2 separate regions of the Rattus norvegicus genome follow, and region 2 is linked to region 1. Evidence: chromatin contacts called from public Hi-C data. All regions are on one chromosome and are shown on one strand. The core of a region is the stretch at or near the end of the contact, and the rest is flanking DNA. Distances in the headings are between cores, read along the strand shown.

Region 1 (5,206 bases), core at 1,019-3,518:
GAACCTGTCTTTATTGTCTCTCGCCTCTCATATATTGGATTCTCCCTACTATAGCTACCACTCCATGTTCTTATTTTTCACTTAAATTTCAAATCTTTAATGCCCCTTTATTTAAAATTGTCTTTCTGTATACACTATATTAAAGACACGGGAAGCTGGAGTATTTTAATTTCTGAGACAGGGTTTTTCTGTGTAGCCCTGGCTGGCCTGATACTCCCTATGTAAACCCAGGATGGGGCTGGAGAGATGGCTCAGCGGTTAAGAGCACTGACTGCTCTTCCAGAGGTCCTGAGTTCAAATCCCAGCAACCACATGGTGGCTCACAACCATCTGTAATGAGATCTGATGCCCTCTTCTGGTGTATCTGAAGACAGCTACAGTGTATTTATATATAATAAATAAATAAATCTTAAAAAAAAAAACCCAGGATGGCCTTAAATTTACAGTGACCCGTCTGCTTCTGCTTCCTGTTGGGACTAATGGTAGGCACTACAACATAGAGTCTTTTGTTTATTTTATTGGTTTTTTTTTCCTTTTTTTTTTTCCGGAGCTGGGGACTGAACCCAGGGCCTTGCGGTTGCTAAGCAAGCGCTCTACCACTGAGCCAAATCCCCAACCCTCTTTTGTTTATTTTAAAAATACTTATTTATTATTATTATTTATTATCTGAGTGTGCGTTCAGGTGCCTGTTGAGGTCGATCTGGAGTTCCAGATGGTATGAGTCACCTGATGTGTGTGCCAAGAACTGAACCTAGGTCCTCTACCAGAGCCACTGAGCCATCTGTCCAACTTCCTTTCCTTCCTTTTAAAAAAAAGACTCGGTGTGTGTGTGTGTGTGTGTGTGTGTGTGTGTGTGTACATGTGCCACAGTGGCTATGTGGAGGTCAGAGGACAAATAGTGAGAGCTCGTTCTTGAACTTGGGTCCTCAGGCTTGGTGGCAAGCCCCTTTATTTGCTGAGCTATCTTGTCAGGCTCCTACTTTTTTTTTTTTTTTTTTTTTTTTTTTTGGAGCTGGGGACCGAACCCAGGGCCTTGCGCTTCCTAGGTAAGCTCTCTACCACTGAGCTAAATCCCCAGCCCCAGGCTCCTACTTTTATTTCTTTAATTTTAATTTTAATTTTTAAAACATTGTCTCGGTGCAGCGCTGGCTGGTCTGTAACTCACAGAGAGGCCCCACGTCTGCCCTCCAACTGCTGGGATTAAGAGCACACACCTCCTCTTCAGGCTCACCGCCCTGTTCTCGGTGAGGTTTTTTTTTTTTTTTTTTTAACAATAGAGTTGAAACTAAAATAATTTTTTAAAATTAAGACAAAATACTATCTTGATGAAAATTTAAAAAAAAAGAACAGAGACCGTCCTAGGAACCCAAATACTTACAGATATTTTAACGTTGGCAACTTAAAAAGGAAAGGATCTTCGACAACTGTCAGAGGGTTACGGTTGAGGATCCTGGAAAAGCAATGAGAGTCACATTACACAAATTCAATCTGCTTCATAGCACTCCAAAGTCTACATTCATTCCATTGGCATGAAATATACATACATGTGCATACACAATCATATATATGTAATTTTTTTCTTTTTACCTATGACCACCTATAAACCACCCTCAGAATCCATGAACATTCTTCCTTTGAAGACTGTCCACGTCTACGGAAAATAAAAGAGAAAGAAATAGAGAAAAAGAACAAAAGGCAGAATACAAAGGAAGGAAATGCTAAGAGCTTCTAGGTCAAAAATCTAGCAAACACACTGGTGGTAAAGCTCTTACTGTGTAGGAAAGGCTTTATTTTGGTTTGTTTGGGGATTAATTAATTAAGTGTGCGTGCGTGCGTGTGTGTCCCCGTCCTCTCTGTATATCTCTAGCTGTCCTGGAACTTGTTCTGTGGATCGAGATGTCCTGGAACACAGAGATCCTCCTGTCTCTGCCTGAGTGCTGGGATAAGAGGGGGTGCTCCACCATACCTGGCCAGGAAAGGCTATTTTCAATGTCTCCCATAATTCAAGATGCTTGTCCTTTCTTAGAAATCTAAAACACTTTGTAGTTAGTTCACTAAACCAGGAAAAATAATAGGACAGTTTCTCTGGCTTTGGAGGAAAAGTAAGACTGTTAAGAGTAGCCACAGTCCAGCTCCTGTCACAGCCAGGCTCTGGTCTCAGCGGGACGCCAGCCACAGCTGGGCTCTACCACACAGTCTCACTTGTGGTCTTGATCGTCATCACAGCCTGAGCAAGCCTGTGCATGTGCCGGGCTTCCGGCCATGAGCTCAGGAGGACAAAGACTGTGCCTTATATCCACCATCACTCCTGTGTCTGGAAGGGCGCCTGAATCGAGCGTGGTGTTTAACAAGGGCTATGGGATAAGTCGGCAACATTGTTTATACGCCAATAAAATTAATAAATTCTCTATCCCCCCTCTCTTGACAGAGGGCCTTGTTTAGTTGCCCAGGCTGACAAACAAAAACAAAATAAAATAGGAGAATTGAAGTGAAACAGGAAAAAAAAAACATTTTAGGTTTAGTCTGTTCCCACGTCAGTATAGGTCACATTAATAATTACCTCAGCACCCAAGCACTGTGATTTTTCTATGTTTAACCTGACTGTTAGTGCTAGGGTAATCCTTACTCCGTTTTCTTTAAAAGCATTTATTTTAAATTAAGTGTATATGTGTGTATGGAGCAGGGGCAGGCGTACTTGTGAGGCCAGTGTCTGAGGAGTCCACAAGAGGGAGCCAGAGCCTGTGGAACTTTCCTGCCCTCAGCAGGCCCAAGATGTACTCTTTAGCACTGAGCCATCTCTCCAACCACTCCCACCCCCTCCTCCACCCCACTTTCCAGATGAGGAAGCCAAGGCACACAAGGTTTGTATAACTTGTCCCCGTTTGCTAAGGGCACACAAGAAAAGCAAAATTGGGATTTGAGGCTAGTTCTGATTACAAAGCTTATGTTTAACCCATGGGGAAAGGGGATTTAACACACAGCCTTTTCCTTTTCCTTATATTTGGCAGTGATGGGGATTGAACCTAGGACTTTGTGTACAGTTGGTGCATGTTCTCAGTAAGCTACAGCTCACGCAATGTATTGTGGTCACATTCTTTCTAGAAAACGTCTACAAACACAATTTCCTGGGCTGCCCAGTTGGCAGAAATGGCAGCTAGCAGGTAGGGGACCTCCTGTTAACTTGACAACTATATTTCAGTCCCTGAGCCCAGTTGTCTTCCACAGTTATACAAGGTACATGCAAAGTAATAAGTAAAGGTTGAAATATACATTTTAAGAGTATATTAATTGTAAACAATAATGGGTTTGAAATAACTTCTTTAAAAAAAAAAAAAGGAAAGAAGTTTCATTAGTCCAGGCTAGCCTCAACCTTGAACTCACTATACAGCTCAGGATTGACCGTGTTACTCTGATCTTCCGGACTTTACCTCCCTGTGCTGGGGTTATACACTGTCACGAGTGGCTTAGAAGTTAACCGTTTGAACCTCGTGTGCTCATTGGAGAATGCCGCTGTAAGAATTTTGGTATCCTTTCATTCCCTTTCCTTAATTTCCCGTGATTAACATTTAATTAGCCCATTGTCATTGAGACTTTAGAGAGTTAAAACTATGACAACACGCTGATAGCAATGAGAACAGTTGAGTGAGGACATCAGAGTTCATCCGGCATAAAGCAATGAATTACTGAACTGTGGAAAGTTAGCCAAAGGCTTGCCACACTCCGGAATCATTTATTCAAGAAAATCAACTCCATTTCTGTAAGAATGATAGGATTTGTGTTGTTTTAACTTCACCTAAATGATTCCTCATCTTAGATCAGTGGCAACCTTAAAAACCAAACCAAACCAAACCAAACCAAACCAAGCCAAGCCAAGCCAAGCCAAGCCAAACCAAGCCAAGCCAAACCAAACCAAACCAAACCAAACCAAACCAAGCCAAACCACACAGCCTAGCTGTGAGAAGGAACAGACTGGAGCTGTAGCTCTGTCAAAGCCTCAATCCTAGGCTATCGTGGCCCCTAGTGAGACCACACTTGTGACCTTACCGAGCATTCACTCTCTAGTCTAGAAACTTCCCCAGAAGGCGGTTTTGGAAAACAACCACAGGCAGTGATATGAGCACAGTTGGGATAGCAAAAAGCCCATGCGATCGACTGACAGGAACGCAGAGGAGTAACATGTCCACCGGAACTGTGAGGTGCTCATGTATGTGCTTGGAAAACCGAAGACCACAAGCCACTCGCCTGAGTGTTTGGAAGGCCATGCACACGTGTATGCTTTAGCACAGGTAGAAAACAACCAAGACTACCAGAGGAAGTTCACCCCGGCCGACCTTGCAGTTCTGCACAGGTAGAAGGGGGCTAAGGCTGCCTCCAAAAACACCCACACTAGAATCCTAAAGGCAGGCATCTTCCTTAGAGAAAGATGGTCAGAGAAATAGGCAGTGACCCAGACCCTGTTCCAAAGTGCAAGAAGAATTTGAGGAGAGAAGAAATCCTTTCTTTTCCTCATCTATAAGTTCCAGGAGCCGTCGAGCGTGCCTCCCCACTCGAAGCTCCACAAGTGTAGGGGTCTGTGTTCTACCAGTAGGTCCTAAGAAATCAACAATGGTGAGCCTGCTTCTGCACCATAGTTCTGAGAGTCACAGTATTTTAAACTAGCCACGAGGAAGACAGCCATGAAGAACAGGCAAAAGTGACTTGAGCCAGCAGGATCTGGGTTCAGACTCTGGTTCTGGAACTTCCGAGTGATGTGACTTGTATAGGACAGCCTCAAACCTGAACTCATTCAGTGGGAAAAACTACGAATTCCCTCACCGGGCAGTCCAGGATTCAAAGGCATCTAGAAGGGGGATGACCAGAAGAGGCAGCTCAGTACTAGGGACTTTGTATGGACAATAAACCAGGGGTAGGAGCCCCGGGGACGCCAGATAATAGTGTGCCCAGGAGTTCTACAGGTATGGATTTCTTAGAAGGGAATGTAGCTCTCTGCCCCACAGGTCCTGTCACAAGGACAAGCAACTTCATGATAAAACACGAAGCCCAGAAGGCTGAGCTGACCGGCCCGGGAGACACTTCTCAGTGGTCCTGCCACTTGTTAGTGATGTGAACAGAGACAAGGTAGCCAAGGTCTCTCTCGGTTTCAACGTCTTCAGTCACAAAGTGTGGCTGAGAGTAGTGTGATGGAAAGAGCAGCGAAGGCCAGCCA
Region 2 (5,206 bases), core at 1,138-3,637, 400 kb after region 1:
GGAAGTGGTTTTAGACATTAAGCATTGCAGTCTTTATGGGTCCAGTTCGTGACAACCTGAACATATGGGATTGCTAGAAAGAGCTGTTTACAGTGCGCAGGGCAGCTGGCTTCTGTGCTAAGTGGTTCTCTGGTCCAGCAGATTAATGATGCCAGGGCTAAAACAGCTGTGGCTAATTCAAAGGCGGACGCCTCCACACTGGGTTCAAGAAGACCCACTCCAGTGGTTTCTGATAGTGGGCTTTCATTAAAGAAGAACAATAAAGAGGTCAAGGGCATGAACTGAGGCCATGCTGGGCTCAAAGCTGCTCCTACTGTTTACTGGGTGTCTTGGATTAACTCCTTTACTTCTCTCCCTGAGCCTTGGTTTCTTGCTCCATAAAATGGGAACAATACAGGAGACACCTCACAAGGTTGTTGTGAGAATTAAACACGTTAATGTATAAAACACAAGCCAAGCATTTAGAACAGGGTCTCCTGATTCACAAGTGCTAGCACTCAGTGGCGGCAGCCATAAGACAGAAGAGGCACTGTTTCACTGCAGGGTCAGGGGGCGCTGATTCCTCAAGAGGCTTCTGATTCCTGAAGATAAATTTGGATGTGGTTTTGCAGTTGTCAGAAATTCTGCTCTCCCAAGTCATCCTTCTTCTACTCTTTCCTCTCTCGTGTTTCTTAGCCAGACACCTAAAGGCCTCCACAAAAATATTTGTTTGCCCATTTGGAGAGAAGACACAGGAGTACACCCATCACTATGTGGGAACTACTGAGAACAGAGTTGACAGGACATTATTACCTATCAAGAAACCCTTTCTCCCGTCAGTGGAGTAGGACAGGTGTCTTGCCTGCCCCCTGCCACTCAGCCATCAGGGAATCTGGGCCTGGAACCCTTTGAGCTTTGTGAAGGCCAAGGGACAGACCTATGCCAGATGTCTTTCTGTTCTAAGGGTCATCCTAAGAGATAGCCTGAGCTAATATCTCACCTGAAGACAGCCTGTGCTGGTATCTATTTGCTTGTTTTAAAACTGTACAATCTTAAACAAACTAATAAAAAACACAGACCAGGGCTGGGTATGGCGGTACATCTTTTAATTCCCGCTCTCAGGAGAGATGAAACAGACAGATCTCTGAGAGTTCAAGGCCAGCCTGGTTTACAGAGTGAGTTCTTAGACAGCCAGGACTATAAAGAGACACCTTGTATTAAAAAAAAAAAAAAAAAAAAAAAAAAAAAGTACGTGCTCAAAATACACAGAGAAACAGAAAAGAAACAAGGTTTCTGTTTGGTCTTCACCCCTTACAGAAGCAAACATTTTCTTCCTATTCAGTGGGTCTTTTATATTACATTTATTTGTTTTACTTTGTTTTGTTTTGAGACAGGGTTTTCTCTGTGTAGCCCTGGCTGTCCTAGAACTTGTTCTGTAAATCAGGCTGGCCTTGAATTCAGAGATCCACCTGCCTCTGCCTCCCAAAGGCGTGTGCCACCATGCCCGGCTGGCATGTTTTGTTATTCATGTCTGTATTTTACGGTGCTGTGCCCCACAGCTCCCCTTGTCATTTCTTTCCTGGGGCACAGTCGGGTCATCTTTTAAACGTTTTTGGAGGTTTGTTTGCTAGCTTGTCTGGTTGCTTGTTACTATTGGGGATTGAACCTGGGACTTGATGGCACGCCGGTCTAGCCTTCTCTCGCAGAGCTGCATACTCCAGAGATTACACTTTAGCTCTAATGACCCAGTTATTGGCAACGCCAATGTTCCCAGGAAATCTGATCCACTATGTACTCTACCAGCTGACTGCACCGCCCAAAGACGGACTTTTCAAAAGTCTGCTTATAAACTTTAAAACACTGCCTGACTCGGCATGCGGTCTCGAGATACAGACGCAGCTACATTATTCCTATTCAAGGGTAAATGTGATATAAACGTTAAAAAGCAGTGGGACTAGGTGTTGTGTTCCGTGTCTCTAATTCTGGCACTCGGCAGACTGAGGCAGGTGGCTCACATGTGAGGCCAGTCGGTGCTGCACAGTGATTTCCAGGCCAGCCTGGGCTAGAAAAGGAAAGGAAGAAGGGAGATCAGAAAGGAGTGGGCAGGGGAGGCAAACAATGAGAAAGAAATCCAGGGTAAAACACATTTCTACCTGCACAAGGCTGCCTTACCTCTAGGTGTCCTGTGTCAAGCACATACCCCTTGCCTCTATCCTGCAGAAGAGACGGTGGAGTTGCAGGATCATAAACTATTTTCTTTGAGTTAGAAAAAGAACGAATGAAAACCTTTCTACTGATCCTGACCTGAAGTGAGAATTAGTAAGTCTTGCATTCCTTAAATCCAGCCCAAAGGCTGGGAGAGAGGCCTGCGTCTCCCCATGGTGAGCAACTGCTTTCTCTTCCTCTGCTAATAAATTACAGGCAGACTTGAACAGATGTCAGGTTGGCATCCAAAACCTAAAATATAGCTGAAAAGCAAGTTATGACTAATACAAGGAAAAAAAGATGAATGTCAGAAACCTTCATTTTTTTTCCCTCCCCTTTTTTCAAATTTCAGATAAGCTCTTTAGCCTCAGGGCTCCGTTTACAGAGCCCGGGAGTTCGCAGAGATGTCTTAACCCCCATTTAAATTGCAACCTCTCCTCCTGAGTGGGGGTGTGAAATGCATTCCCAGACTGTCAGTGTTTATGTTAATCTTAGAGAGAACTCCCTTCTCCACAACATGGCGCTCACAGAGCTCAGAGCCCTTTCTTCCCCTATGGCTTACTCAGGGTGTTCTTAGCATTCGAGAGACTCTGGGTGTGACTGAAAGGCCCCTTATAGCCTCCAGAGGAGAGAGCTGCTTTCCTCCTGAATTTCAAAAGAATTCTTAGGCACGAAGGTTGGAAATGGACTTAGTCAGGGAGGGACAGGGAAAGGGAGACAAAAACAACAGATTCAAAGAGTGGGTCAGAAGTGACTCTGTGTCCCTTCGCCTTTTCCCTGGCTCTCAAGACACAGCCCCTCTCCACGGGGAGCTGTAAACCTACTCCCGGGATGCTGTTCAAAGCCGCTGAGTGACTTGCTAGCTGATATTCCAGTGCTCTTAAAAATTTGTTCTTTGGCTCTAACATTTATGAGGTTATTGCCAGGGGTGCTGAAAATGAAGTTTCTTTGTAGAAACACCCGTTGCCAACATAAGAGCTACAATGAGAAGTGAGGTGATTCATCACTCATTTATCCATCCCGACTATTCCTCACAAAACTGCGCATAAGGGGTAAGCACAGTAAATGTCTGAACAGGACATCTGAGAATGCTCAAGGGCAGCAGCCATTAGCTACCAAGCTCACTCAAGTCACCTTCCAACACGACCTTCTAAGCTACACACTGCTGTGTTGGTACAAATGGTGGCGCTGTTATCCAGGGTAGAAAGAACTTAAGGATTTCGTGTGTGTGTGTGTGTGTGTGTGTGTGTGTGTGTGTGTGTGTCTCTCTCTCTCTGTGTGTGTGTGTGTGTGTGTGTGTGTGTGTGTGTGTATTGTTGTTGTTGTTGTTGTTATTGTTGAAACAGGCTTTCTCTATGTATCAGAGCCCTGGCTGTTCTGGAACTCATTTTATAGACCAGACTAGCCTCAAACTCAGAGAGCCATCTGCTTGCCTCTGCCTCCAGAGTGCTGGGATTAAAGGCAAGTGCCACCAAGCCCAGCTAGAATTTCCTTAGTTTTAGTTCTCTAAAAAAGTATATTTAAAAGCAGGAAGGTATATACCATGCATTTGAAAATACCTGAAGACAAAGACGCTAGCATGGGATCAGGGAGAGTTGTCTGCAGGAATACGACCTCATCTGTTCTCTAGGTCTACCCATAACTGTGTCTCTGCTTAAACCCTTTTGTCACTCTTGTCACAATATTCTAATCTCTATTTGCAGTTTTTAGAAGAAAATATGAAATTTTACAACCAAGTGAAAGATATAAGTTACCCAAAGATGTGACCAGTCTCATAGACACAATTAAGGGGGGGGGGTTATCTCACTTTCTAAATTAGAAATATACATGCAAATCCAATTAACATTCTTATTTTAATGTAAGTATAATTCCAGACGTCACAGGAGAGACCATCTGTTGAGCCTAAAATAAAGTTTCCAGCTACAATAATCTACAGAAATTATTTTCTAAATATTTTCTCACTCGATTGACTTACCTCAGCGTACACTGTCTAGTTATTAGACCCACAACATACATCATTAACTCTACTTAGTGAACAAAGAGTGAAAAACAACCAGTCAATCTCATTCCCGCCCAGCATGGGAAGGGTCATAAAGCATGGCTAAGTAACACGTTGATTTAAGTGAACACGCGTGATTTCGTTCATATTTGGCCTGGTTGTTTCTCAGCCTTTCGTCCAAGCCCAAGTGTATATTGGATTCTCATGTAGAGCTTGTCGCCTATACCAAGCCAAATGATAAGTGTGTGACCAAATTCCTCCTGGAGGGCAATGCAATGCTCTATTAATCCCCCCAAAATTTAAAGAAAAAAGAGAACCTTAAGAAATGATATCTACAGAAAGATAGTTCTTTCCCAGACAGCAAACCCTTTTTTTAGAAAGGGATACTCGGGCACCTCCTTTAAAACAAGGAAAGCAGCAGAGTTTCGCTGTTTTTGTTGTTTGTTGTTTTGCTGTTAGTTCAGCTGGAAGTTCAGGTACCTTTACAGCAGGCTGCTACTAAACGTACAGCACGCGCTCCTTGGTGGGACACAATCACTCGGGGAACTTTTAAAAGGATAAAACTTTTATCTTTTTGGTCTTAAAATAGTGTAAGTGTAGTAAAAAACTAACGAACAACAAAGCCATAAAAAAGGCTTTGGACAGCAACACTCACACTTCGTCTACGACAGTTCATTTCTTCTAAGACGAAGACAGATCAAATCGGGGCAAACATCAAACCTGCCTGATTTAGTTGCGGCTGGGAGGTGGCTTGGTGGCCGCATGGCGGCTTCCTGAGCAGCTGTTTTCCTGCAGGCTGGCTGGACCCCCAAACAGTGAAAGACACAGAATCCTTTCCTGCTCCCAGGGCTCAGCCCTGAGACCGGTAAAAATCCCCCACAAGAATTATGTGCAACATTCAACATTTAGAATCAGCCCATTGACTCCGTTTTTACCTAAAATATATTTAAATAACATTTCCAAGTCTTGATCAAAACACCTTAGGGATTTACTGAACCTCAAAATACACCTTATCGGGCAGTG

Evidence for each region. Hi-C and Micro-C count contacts between places; a contact is called where the count stands out from the background.
Region 2: a contact with region 1 is called in a Hi-C map of the A7r5 cell line, with 6 times the contacts expected there. The contact joins two enhancer-like sites. A contact is called at or near these places in 9 of 12 Hi-C or Micro-C datasets (the A7r5 cell line, Schwann cells, frontal cortex and 5 more) and 1 of 1 datasets of contacts at active chromatin or transcription factors (oligodendrocytes).

What each region holds. Positions count from the first base shown.
Region 1 is chr10:88,909,688-88,914,893 of GRCr8, forward strand. Lrrc37a (leucine rich repeat containing 37A) reads right to left here. Exons shown (of 14, transcript XM_039087776.2): 6 at 1,379-1,450. Among named protein-coding and RNA genes, the nearest start is that of Lrrc37a, 21 kb to the right of the region's middle. Within about 2 kb of position 2,269, at least 6 of the 93 cell types and tissues checked have an H3K27ac peak or open chromatin away from gene starts, as enhancers often do. A contact at or near this core is called in the A7r5 cell line, where this site is marked.
Region 2 is chr10:89,308,949-89,314,154 of GRCr8, forward strand. The region is part of intron 8 of Nsf (N-ethylmaleimide sensitive factor, vesicle fusing ATPase); the gene reads right to left. Among named protein-coding and RNA genes, the nearest start is that of Nsf, 46 kb to the right of the region's middle. Within about 2 kb of position 2,388, at least 4 of the 93 cell types and tissues checked have an H3K27ac peak or open chromatin away from gene starts, as enhancers often do. A contact at or near this core is called in the A7r5 cell line, where this site is marked.